Linked DNA regions of Zea mays: region 1 is linked to region 2. The links are chromatin contacts, called in public Hi-C maps. All regions are on one chromosome and are shown on one strand. Each heading gives the region's core, a stretch centred on a gene start, on an enhancer-like site or on the middle of the called end of the contact. The rest is flanking DNA. Distances are from core to core; before and after follow the strand shown.

The links. A called contact is a pair of places that touch in the nucleus more often than the background predicts.
Region 1: a Hi-C map of leaf shows a contact between it and region 2, with 5 times the contacts expected there. The contact joins the promoter of LOC100279947 here to the enhancer-like site in region 2. A contact is called at or near these places in 4 of 25 Hi-C or Micro-C datasets (endosperm, leaf and leaf mesophyll).

What each region holds. Positions count from the first base shown.
Region 1 is chr10:135,905,979-135,911,935 of Zm-B73-REFERENCE-NAM-5.0, forward strand. LOC100279947 reads right to left here and starts at 1,770. Exons shown (of 3, transcript NM_001152897.1): 1 at 1,131-1,770; 2 at 250-383. The coding sequence starts at 1,766.
Region 2 is chr10:135,823,220-135,829,085 of Zm-B73-REFERENCE-NAM-5.0, forward strand. It overlaps LOC100216619, which reads left to right. Exons shown (of 13, transcript NM_001143032.1): 10 at 1,738-1,804; 11 at 1,995-2,110; 12 at 2,196-2,274; 13 at 2,400-2,765. The coding sequence ends at 2,539. Among protein-coding and RNA genes, the nearest start is that of LOC100216619, 20 kb to the left of the region's middle. Within about 2 kb of position 3,237, at least 18 of the 20 cell types and tissues checked have an H3K27ac peak or open chromatin away from gene starts, as enhancers often do. A contact at or near this core is called in endosperm, leaf and leaf mesophyll, where this site is marked.

The sequences.
Region 1 (5,957 bases), core at 520-3,019, 81 kb after region 2:
CCTTTTAATCTCTACCGACAAAGAATAATCCATGAAATTCATATCTCCAATGCATTCATGCCCTACCACAAGACAGTAGTCGGTCTATCTATATGAACGGAAGTTATTACTGTGCTACTGGGCATTCAAAAGGTATCAAATTTAACTCTGAGATGCACGTTCTCTAGTCAGAACCAGATAAAGCCAATAGGGTTGAATTTGTGAAACTCACAACAAAAATGGCCTTAAAGGACATTATTTTAAACATACCGAGGTTGAGAGACTGGGGTATCAACATCATCAACATCAAAATGGTAATCCACATCATCCAGATCATCTTGCCGTGGTGAATCACATGAGGAGAGTGCAGAGAATCTGCCAGATTCATCTTTATTGTCCTTGCCCTGCATATCCCCCAAACAGTGTCAATTGAGGAAAACAGATCAACTTAATCATTTTCAAACTGGTAGAGTGCCCTTTCAATTGATAATTAAGATTCAACAGACTGTAAAGAGTAAAATCACCACGACATTAAACATTTCTTCATTGTTCAACATACATAGTACAATATGCATTTTTCCACCAATCAAGGACCACTGAAGCTGTACAGAATCAAAAGCAGTATTGTCACAGCATGTACGCAAGAAGAGCTAAATTGAGCATCTTATAGATTATTGGTTCAACATAAGACTAGATGTCTTTGTATGTGCCAAGAAAACTTCCATCAAACATGGTAATGAGCAAAGCATTGTACAAATAACTTGCAAGAAACTCAGAGTCAAAGTTTAGGTTCAAAGTTCAACCCGTTTGCAGTTTAATCAGTTCTGTAAACACATGAAACCATGATACTTGGACTCTGCATTTCTTTTATTTTGTAAGTATATGCTCTACCTTGCTCTAAAAATAAACTGGTGCAATGAGCCTGTCAAATATGATACTGTTAAACTAAATTTAGTAATGAACGAACAAAGATTAGTTATTCCATTACTAACTCAGGGTCAATACATATATACAGATCATTCCAGTTGATCAGGATATCAGGTATCCTACTGTCAAAGCCCTGCTCGTCAAAAAGATCCAATCTTGCACTCTGAAGAATTGAAGTTCACACAAGTATGACAGCTGAACATATAAATAGAGTCATGAATCACCTTGTGTCTGGGTGACGAGGTCGCATGTAGATCAGCTAGCCGAAGTTCCTCCATCCTCCCAATCAACCGGCCACTCTCAGATGGAAACTCTAGAGCACCTGCTGCCCCCGTGTCTGCTCTTCTCGGCGAAGGCGGTGGCAGCATATTCTGGAGGTGTGCGGGGCTCCTCCTCTCGCTCACCTGTGGTATGGGCATTGGCGCAGACTCCCACCTCATGAGACCGGGCGGAAAGTGGGGAGGCGATGGCGTCGGTGACGCATAAAACACTGGAGGTGGCGAGAACCTGGCCTGGTGTGCCGGCGTGTGCGGCCAGAACGCAGGTGAAGCCCAGCTGTGTGGACGCTGCTGCTCATAGGACGGTGGGAAGCCGGAGCCCGTGGCTTCTGTAAGCGAGGCCGGGAAGGTGCGCATGGGCTCAGCGGCTGGGCTGCCGACGTAGTCTGGGATTATCATGGAGGGCGAAAGGGGGGTGATCTCGAGGTTGAAGGCGGCGACGCCGGCGAGGCTGGGGAGATAGTGGACGGAAACGACGAGGCGACCGAGCTGGGTTTCGACGGGAACGAAGCGTTGGGAACGCATGGCGGCCTCCTGAGGGCGCGAGAAGGGCTCGGCGAAGGTGTCAACGTGGTGTCCCATCTCATAGTTGTAGGAGGCGTTGGCGCAGAGGAGGCGGAAGACGCGGTAGGCCGGGAGGACGCGGAGCGCGGCGTAAACGGACCTGAGCAGCGTGAAGCAGTGCTTGTACGCCCGGTTCACGGCAACCTCCTCGCCGCTCGCGGCGTCTGGCCAGGGCTCGCACGCCACGGTCCACCTCTCCACCACCTCCCCTCGGTCTCCCACACCACTGGCGGTGGCAGGACACAGGAGGACGTCCACCACACGCGGCTGCCCGGGGGCCAGCTCGTCGAGGCGACCGGCCGCCTCGGGCGGCGGCGGGTCGTGGAGCGGGAGATGGAACCACCTGTCCCTCCGCCTGAACGACGACGACGACGACGCGGCAGCGGCGGCGGCGGCGAGCGGGCGCGGCGTGCGCACGGCGTGGAGCACCTTGAGGTGGAACTGCTCCACCATCAGCTCTGCGCCCGCACGCCCGCCGCCCGCGGAGTCGGACATCCCGGACATTGCCGGCGACGCCGGACCCAAACCGCCCCAGTACCTGCCGACCGCTCCTCGTCGCTCAGGCTCTGGTCCAAGCTGCTGCCCCGCGGCATGGCTGGAGCTGGCGGCAGTAAGACTGCATAAATCTGATCCGCTGGCGATCGGAATAATCGGAGGCCTAGTTGGGTGCGAGATGGAACCGTAGTGATCGATAGATCTGTGCGCTGATGGGGAGGGAGAGGAGAGGTTGGAAGAGCTGGGGATTTGCGTTGATAGGGTGTTTATCTGCAGGAGGATTAAGGATCGGTAGCTGTGCTCTCTGGGTTTGGGTTAATACGTCGCTGTTAGTGTCCTCATGATGGATAGAGGTAAGGCCCGGCCGTAAGGTGAACGTAGGTAAGATATTTATACCATGACTAGTATGTGCCTTTGCGTTGGGACCGGCACGTAGGCTGTAAATATAATTATTATTATTTTCTAAATACTAAGGGATATTTAGTTTGGTGGTTAGTCTTATATTTCTGAAGTAGACGGATATAAGTTTAAGTGCTCGTTTTGCACTAATTTTTGCGAGTGTTGAACATGGGGAGGATAAAGCCATGGTTGGACCAAATCTAGTACCGGTGATACGCTATATTTTTGGCGACGAAAAACTACCTTTAAAACTAAGGATGTGTTTAAATTCACCCTAGTTTTTTTAAAAAAATGGTTTCTAGAAACTGACTTTTAGAAGAAAAGGTGCTTCAGGTTTTTTAGAAACTAGTTTTAGCTGGGAAAAGTCAGCTTCTTGGTTTTTAAAAAAATGAGAAACTAGTTTTAGGAACCGAATAAAAATTGATCTATTTGGAGACCTTTTAGTTTTTAAAAACCAATTTCTAATAAACTAGATGGATCCAAACATGGCCTATTAGATGCCCAAGTTTATGATTTCATGACTTCTAGGCTTGCACACTCAAAAGCAATGTCGACACTTAGGGCATCTTCAAGAATCTTTCTAAATTTCACTCTCTAAATTATTATTTAGAAAGTCATTTATATATATAAAAAATTGTTTTCTATATCTTTTCAATCTCTAACGGACTTTCTATATCTTGTTTATATATTTTTTATAGTTGGCTAACGAAAAACTTAGAATAAAATATATTCATATTTATATAGTCATTAAGATAGTTGTTGGAGGTTTTTTTTTAAAAAAAAGTTGTATTCATATAGGTTAGAAAAAATATAGAGAGCCTCTCGAAGTTACGGGTGCCCAAAAAACATATATTAACCTCCATTTTTAAATATTTGACGATGAATAATTCATTTTTAAACTAAAAACATCAAATAAAAGAAAAAACTAAGGGAGTATTTTTTTTTCTAATAGACATAGTTACCTCATTCATTGTTTTGTCATAGGTAGTGTCAGTATCTTATCTAAGAAAAAGTAAGGTTGGTATCGCAAAGAAATACTCCTGTTTTTTTTGTTGGTCGCGGTTTAGTTAAAAAATAAGCTAGCAGATGACGAATATTCGAAAACGGAGGTAGTGTCATATTTGGTTTGGGAGTTTAAGTAGTCATGTATGTTCTTTGACAACGAAAGAAGGTAACATGGGTCGACTTGCGATTAGAAAATTGAGGCTGTTTCGTCGGAAGCGTAAAGGGGCGCCCTGCATTCGTTTGGCTGTATCATCATGAAAGGTTGGTTTCGTGCTTTATTTCCGCGAGAGCAAAGAGTTGATGTACATGAAACTGGGATGCTTGAATAGCTTTTGTGAGATACTCCGTAGATTCTTTCAGCGCCTAATTTTTCTGTTTTAGGCTTGTTCGGTTGCGTGTAAATCGAAGAGGATTAGAAGAGAATTTAATCCTCTCAATCCTTTTGATCCAGACAACCGAGTAAGACTTTAGCAATATTTTGTCATCCTACTAGAAAGGGAATTTCAGCATGTGAGTTTTTTTTTTTACTTTGACAAAACAAAGTTTGTTGTGTCGTTGATTGCTACTCAAAAACGATATATATACATATAAAGTGGTCAGGAATGTGCATCACTCATCGGTGGAGAAGACGGTTATCCATCACCACCAGTTGCAGGTCTTTAACCACGCGATTGACCACCCTGAAACTCCCCATCGTCAGCTCAAACCGCTGCCTTGCTGATAGGACGATTTCCAGGTCCTCTCTGTCGACTGCTGTGTCATGTTCACTTGTCGTACCTGCAACTGCAAGAAACAACGACCCAGCAGAGCGAAGAAAATGCAGCACACTTGCGCATACAACCCAAGCCTTTCTTCTTTGTCACCCAGCATTACAGTTACACCAACTGTTTACCGAGTACTCTCTGAACATTACTTGCTGGGACAACAACGCTCCGGTGAAGTCATGTTCCGTGCTTTTTACCTCTCGTCCTTATCCGATCACATTATCGCAAGTGGTCCGTAACAGCTCACTGCTCACGTGGGTGCATGATCAATGATGAGCACACCGTGTGACATGTTAGCATTCTGGACAATCCTTAACAGCCGTATCCACTCCCTGCCTCCCCGTTTCGTGACTCGATCCTGTCCTGCTGCACGGAAAACAGGCCACATTTTGTATGCTAAAACGCAAAGCTGGAAGCTCTTTTGATGGCTCTGGCAAGCAGATTGTAGACTGCTCTCTCCATTACATCAGTAATTTGAATCTGAATTTTCTGAGGTTTGATTTGATTAAAAAAAAGTCATTGGTTTTTACATCTACTGGTACTAGGTGGGTACCCGTGCGTTACAACGAAAACATATAATACCACAGTAAATTATGTCATTATGTCTGGTTTACACCGGTTCCTCCACGAAGATCCGACCCATTAGTGATAAGGTGGGCTTTGGAATTTCATTATGTCTCGTTTTTTTAAATCTGTCCTTAGTTTTATTTCGCCGTGCTAGTAATAGATTTTACTATTTGATAGAGACAAAACGAGTCATCGTAACACAAATTTAGAAGTCTCATAAAAAATGATTTTTAGCATCTAAAGATCATACAAATCAGATAAAGGCAAGGGCCAATTGCAAAGTGGCCTAAGAGCATCTCCAAGAGATTGCTAAAAGGCCCTGAAAAAACGTTTTCGAGGGAAACTCCATTTTCTCCGCCTCCGATAGAACCCGCATCCTTCCCCATTTTTTCGCGGTGACGCTTCTCCGGCGATTCATCCCGTATATTTGCATGAGGCAAAGTCTCCCCAATCATCTCACACCCGCACATCCCACCTGTTTGCCGCATTCTTTTCGACCTTGAGAGCCATGGCGGGAGAAGCAAGCTCGAAGTCGCCACGATGAATGTGTCGCGGTTCATGGACAAGCAGATCCAGAGCCGTGTCACCTCCGTCTCTGCAGATGGGAGGTGCTGCAGACCATGCCCCCGCCGGTGTAGTGAAATTGTGGTTCCAGGGTGGAGGAGCACCCCGACGTCCGTTGCTTTTGTCCTACTGGAGTAGAAGCATACCCTCTTGGTGGAGTAGAAGCAACATCACTTCTATAGTGATTTATTAAGTAGTAGTAGTTCAGTGCAAATCGCTTGGCCTCTTGGCTCCTGTCGCCGGAAAAATAAATCAAGGCACATGGAACTAAGCTAGAAGGACAGTAGGAAAATAAAAGGGCAGCAAACCAGGCTCATTTAGCTGTGATGGCCCACGTAGGATGTTTCAAAAAATATTAGGGTGTTTTTGTTTAGCAGTCTGCTGTGAGATTAATATTTTTTTACGAATCTTTTTT
Region 2 (5,866 bases), core at 1,987-4,486:
GTTGTTCTCACATAGGCTACGGTGCTGCTGTGTATGGGTAGGGCAAGGGTTCGGGGGGGGGGGGGGGGTTCTCGACCTACGTGAGAATGTCTTCTTAATATAATAGCTGAGGGCTGCCTTACCCCCCCCCCCCCTCCCCGCGCAGTTTGAGTTTTTTTTTAATTCTTGGTCTGATAAAAAATGGCTATCTCATGTGGTGGACATTGGATAAAATACCTAGAAATCTCATGTGGAAAAGGCCTATGATAAAATACCTACGAATCTTATGTGGTGGGCATTGGATAAGCATAAAGTCCCAACAAAGTATGCTACGCTCATCAAGGACATGTATGACAAGGTTGTGACTAGCGTCTGAACAACTGATGTACAAATGCTTTCCGGATTAATATAGGACTGCATAAAGGTTCAGCTTTGAGCCCTTATCTATTTGCCTTAGTGATAGATGAGGTCACGAGGGATATATAATGAGATATCCCTTAGTGTATGCTTCTAGTAGATGAAAGTCTAGTAGATGAAAGTCAGGAATGAGTAAATAGAAAGATAGAATTATGGCGTCAGACCCTAGAGTCAAAAGGATTTAGAATTAGCAGGACCAAAACCGAGTATATGAGATGTGACTTTGGTACTACAATTAGTGAGGATGGAGATGTAAGCTTGGGAGGCCACGTAGTATCAAAGGACACCTTCCGCTATTTGGGATCGATGCTACAGAGAGATGGTGATATTGATGAATATGTTAGCCATAGATCAAAGCGGGGTGGATGAAATGGCGTCAAGCATCGGGAGTCTTATGCGACAAGAGAGTGCTACAAAAGTTGAAAGTCAAGTTCTACAGGACGACGATTAGGCCTGCTATGTTATATGGGACTGAGTGTTGGCCTACTAAGAGACGACATATCCAACGACTAAGTGTCGTAGAGATGCGTATGTTGCGTTGGATATGTGGGCACACAAGATTGGACCGAGTGAGAAATGATGACATATGTGATCGGCTAGGAGTAGCGCCAATTGAAGAAAAGCTTATTCAACACCGGTTGAGATGGTTTGGGCATGTCCACCGGAGACCCCCAGAGGCTCCGGTGCCTAGAGGCATCATAAGACGGGACAATAATGTGAAGAGAGGTAGAGGATGGCCAAACTTGACATGGGAGGAGGCAAGCAAAAGAGACTTGAAGGAATGGAATATCCCAATGGAGTTGTGTTTGGATAGAAATGCTTGGAAAGAAGCTATCCACGTGCCCGAACCGTGATTAGGCCTTTTTCTTTTTAGGGCTCTCAAAAGTTTTTCCCTTCCATTTCTCCCTCTTTCTCTTTTTGGTGACATCTTGTTGGGTTTTAACTCTAGCCTACCCCAACTTGCTTGGGACTAAAAGGCTATGTTGATGTTTTTTTTTTCAAAAAAGGCTATGTTGATGCTGATAAAAAATGGCTATGTAGATTTAGAGTTTCTCAAACCAGGTTTGTATTGATGGAAAAAAAGTTAAAATATATTGTTTGCTCCCTGTCTTCAAGAGTAGTTTTAAGATAACTTGAGTTGGCAACAAACTACGATGCTTCCTTGTTCTTGTTTTGGATATGTTCATTGTTGAGTAGGCAGGCCAACAACTTTATCATTGGATGCAACTTGTCACATTCTTTTACTTGAGTAGATATATTCGATCTTTTCAAAATGTGTTTTTGTGGCAAATTGTTCTGGACTATAAATTTTTGTATATTGGTGTTTTACTTGCTACATAGGATGATGATGATATGCTTTGGAGATCTCCTGGCACTCCTGTTTTCACTGCCCCGGAGTGCTGTCAAGGTACAACTAACTACCTCTGGTACTAAGCTATAAATGCTGCACTTAAAATTAGTCAATCATCAGGTTATCTATGAATATAATGGTGTTTTTTTTTTGGAAAAGCGGCATTCCCTGGATGTTCCATTGTGGTAGCTATATGATTGTAGAATTGCTAAATGTGATAGAAGTATCTCTCTTTCTTTCATTGCAGGTTCAGCCTACCATGGTCGGGCCTCTGATACATGGGCAGTTGGTGTAACTTTATATTGTATGGTTTCTGGGCATTATCCATTTCTTGGGGATACATTGCAGGAAACTTATGATAAGGTGCAAAAAAAAAAAGTTTCTGTCCTTCCCTTTTTCTTCTTAATTACTCTGCGTAAAGCTCACTTGAGTGGTTGTTACACAATAGATTGCCAATGATCCTGTGCAAATACCTGGAGACATGAACCCCCAACTTGCTGATTTGCTCCTAAGGCTTCTCTGCAAAGGTGCCTTTTTGGTCGCTTTCTCACCCTATGATTCTGATAACCTGGTGTTTGCTAAGTTTCTAAGCATGACGTTATCTGTTTTAATGGATGTCCTTGCCCCTTCCTTCCATGTGCTTGATTTGCAGATCCAGGGGATCGCATCACGCTGCAGGCTGCGGCTGAGCATCCTTGGGTTGCTGGTGATGAGGGGCCAGTCCCTGAATTCATCTGTAGATGTGGGTTTGGCCGCAGGAAGAGGAATGATGTCCGCGAAGAAGTACAATAACAAAGCATCCTCGGATAGTCCACAGGTCTAGTGTAGATAATTGATAAAGGTTGGCAAAACGTAGCCCTGACGATGAGTTTGTTTTTTGTTTGTTTGTTTGTTTGTTTGTTTGTTGTTTCGTGTTCCTAATTTCCAACGAGTGTTGGGCGCTCGACTGAACATGTTTCTTTTAGTAAGAGAATCTCGAGTGTAACCCTAATGACAGTAAAACCCACCGTCTGCCCCCAATTTTTTGTTGCCCTGTATAGGACATACATACGGTCAGAAACCACCAAGGTGCCGTAAACCTGCACTGCCATTCAGATAGTGTGAGAAGTCGCGTTTCTAAAATGCCTTGTGCAGTGTTTGGATGTCGGAGAGCATACCATTTTCCATCCTTGACGTTCATTCTGTAAATTCTACTGTTCTAATATCGTGTACTGTGCGCCGCTATACTTGTCGAGTACGATGGATTCGCGTTGTAGCTGGAGGGAGCTCGTTAGCTACACCTGCACGCCCTGATTTTTTTTGGACTGTGCACCGCTATTCAGACAGCGACCAAGGTTCATGTGGCAGTGCCACCAACTCAACTGGATCGTTCAAAATCATCTGTTAGCTAAGCCTCGACCGATGGTTGGGTGAGCGTACCGAAGTGCCTTGCGTGGATGTGGTGGGAGCACGGTCGCCGTACGGCTATATGGTTCTCCGTCAGCTAGCAAGATGGAGTGGCACTAGGCAGTGGTCCAGTGCGGCGATGCGGCTTTGCTTTGCACACAGTCCCTGTCCTGTTCTAGGCTTGACTTGTGGCGGGCCTTGTTGTGCGTGGGTTGCCATTTGCCACTGATCAGCTTCCTGGCTTTCTCACTACGATTTTGTGTGTGTGTGCGTGTGTGTGTTGATGGTTACAGGAGAGGGAAAAAAAAGAAGGAAAAATCAATGACAAAACTGTGTATGGCTGTGCGGTTTTTGAGCTGGGTGCAGCTGAAGCTCTGGGACGTCAGTGTCAGTGGATCGGTGCGGCCGCCAACCTCTGGGATGTATGATTGGACAGGACGAGAGGACGATCATACGGGGTACGGCCCCGTGCAACGGCTGCAGTACGGAGAATAGTCGGGGTTCTCAAGCGCGGCTGAATATTCTGGAGCCCAAGTGGTGGCGGTGCTCGTGCAACGCCGGTTTCAAACTACGACTAGTATCAGCTAGAGTACCTACTGCTACACTGTCGATCGTACTGATCTGATTGATACACTGAACCCGAAGAGTTTGATCCGTGCTTCCTCCGCTTCGTCAGCTCAAATTTTTTTTCTTCAAAAAAACAAAAAAAAGGCTGCGTGATCCCGCCGGAGAAGACAGGAAGTAGACGAACTAGTGGTGCGTTGTTTCCCTGTCCGGGTTGCACTCGTTGCGCGAACCTTCGCCGCCATGTTGTTGTGTTGCGCGCTCCAGGTCCCTGCGCTGCACTGCACTGCACTGCAAACATAAAATAGTCTCGCCTGCTACACCTACCTCCAAACTTGTCGCGCGCGACTTTGAGATATATATATATATATATATATATATATATATATATATATATATATATATATATATATATATATATATATATACACTTGATATTTTTAATGATCGTCCGATGTCCATCCATGGACGCACGCACGTGAGCGGAGGAGCCTAGACAGCAGGCAAGCGTACGAAGGAGGACACGGAATCTTTTTTTGTCTGGGCGCTCCGGAGTCCGTACGTACGTACCAGCCACTTGGGCAGCAGCCTTGTCGGATGTGGCCGTCGACATCGAGTCGCCTGCCTGGGCCAAATCTGCCTACCTTACCTCGCGCTCTTGCCCGGCATATATCTGCGTGGAGGATTCGCTGCTGCTCCTTCTCCTCCGCAGTAAAACCTTGGCTCCGACCCGTAGCTGTGGAACACCTGTCCGCCGACACCGACGTGCGTTGGACTGTCCACTTTATAAGCATATATGTCCGTCTAATAGACCATCTCAAGACTTTATTAGGTAGATAGATCATAAGGCTATAAGAATGAACACAATGTAAGCACAATCTATAGGACCATTAATGCAACATTCTTTTTTATGTTAATTTTTTTAAAAAATATATTTTTTATTTTTTTGTATATATATATATATATATATATATATATATATATATATATATATATATATATATATATATATATATATATATATATATATATATATATATATATATATAGCTGACATTCCTGTAGATCTGCCACTACTGCCGACTAGTAAATTTGTCCTGTGTGTCTTTGTCCCGGATGGTTGATGCAAGAAGACACATAATATTTATCTTGGTTCGGGCAAGAGAAGGCCCTACATCTAGCGGGAGAAGGATGCTTGTATTGTCTTGCACCTAATTGCTCGTAGTAGGGGATACAAGCAAGTTGAGAGAGGGAGTGACTCTTAAGTGTCTATTAAGTCTATGAGTATGATTGAGGCGAGTGCCAATATCAGGAGTGGGGTGACGAATGAGCAGTGAAGTGTTGTCTTCGACCTGCCTATAGAAGGCCCCAAGCTCCTCCTTTTATAGTCGTAAGGAGAAGGCCCAGGTGTAAAGGTGTTGCTATACTGTTGTTGTGGTTGGAGGTGTGTCCGAGCCCTGTAGCGGCATGACTCGCGGGATCACCCTCGTCCTTGTTGTCGTCTTTGGTTAGGAGAAGGACGCCCTATCCCCGTAGCCTATTCCTTTGACTAGGTAGATAGCCGAGACTGGGTTCGGGAGCATGGGCGTGTGTCCGAGCTCGTCCTGTACAGTGTGGATGAGTGTGTCGAGTCGGAGTGGTTGACACGGTACTCGACATGGTTAAAAATTGCGTGGTAATCTGTTCCGGATGTCATCATGAACGGTGGAAAGTAGAATGGGCACCAATCTTGTTGTTTTGTATAGCCTTCCTGTCTTTCAGTAGGATTCGTGGGAGAGCATGTGGCATTTAATGCGCGTACTTCCCTGTTGGAGCAGTTGGCCGAGGTGAAGCTCGAGCGAGGCGAAGATTTCTTCCGGGGCCGAGATTAGACGTTGCATGTAGTCACGCTCTGGGTAGTTGAAATAGTGGTCCGAGTGGGGAATAGTACCATGTATTCGCGCTTTGACCATCGTTGTGGGTGTTAAAAGTAGATTAGACCGTGGTCGTGTCGTCCTTTGTTAACTTTAACACCTTCAACGAGACAGGTGGTCGTACGGACTATATATATATATATATATATATAACACCCAAAATCTTATTTTTGAAAGTTTAGTAAAAAGTTCTCCAAGGATTGTGTTATTAGAATGCCTTCCAGTAAAATTTTCTTACATTTGATGCAACATCACC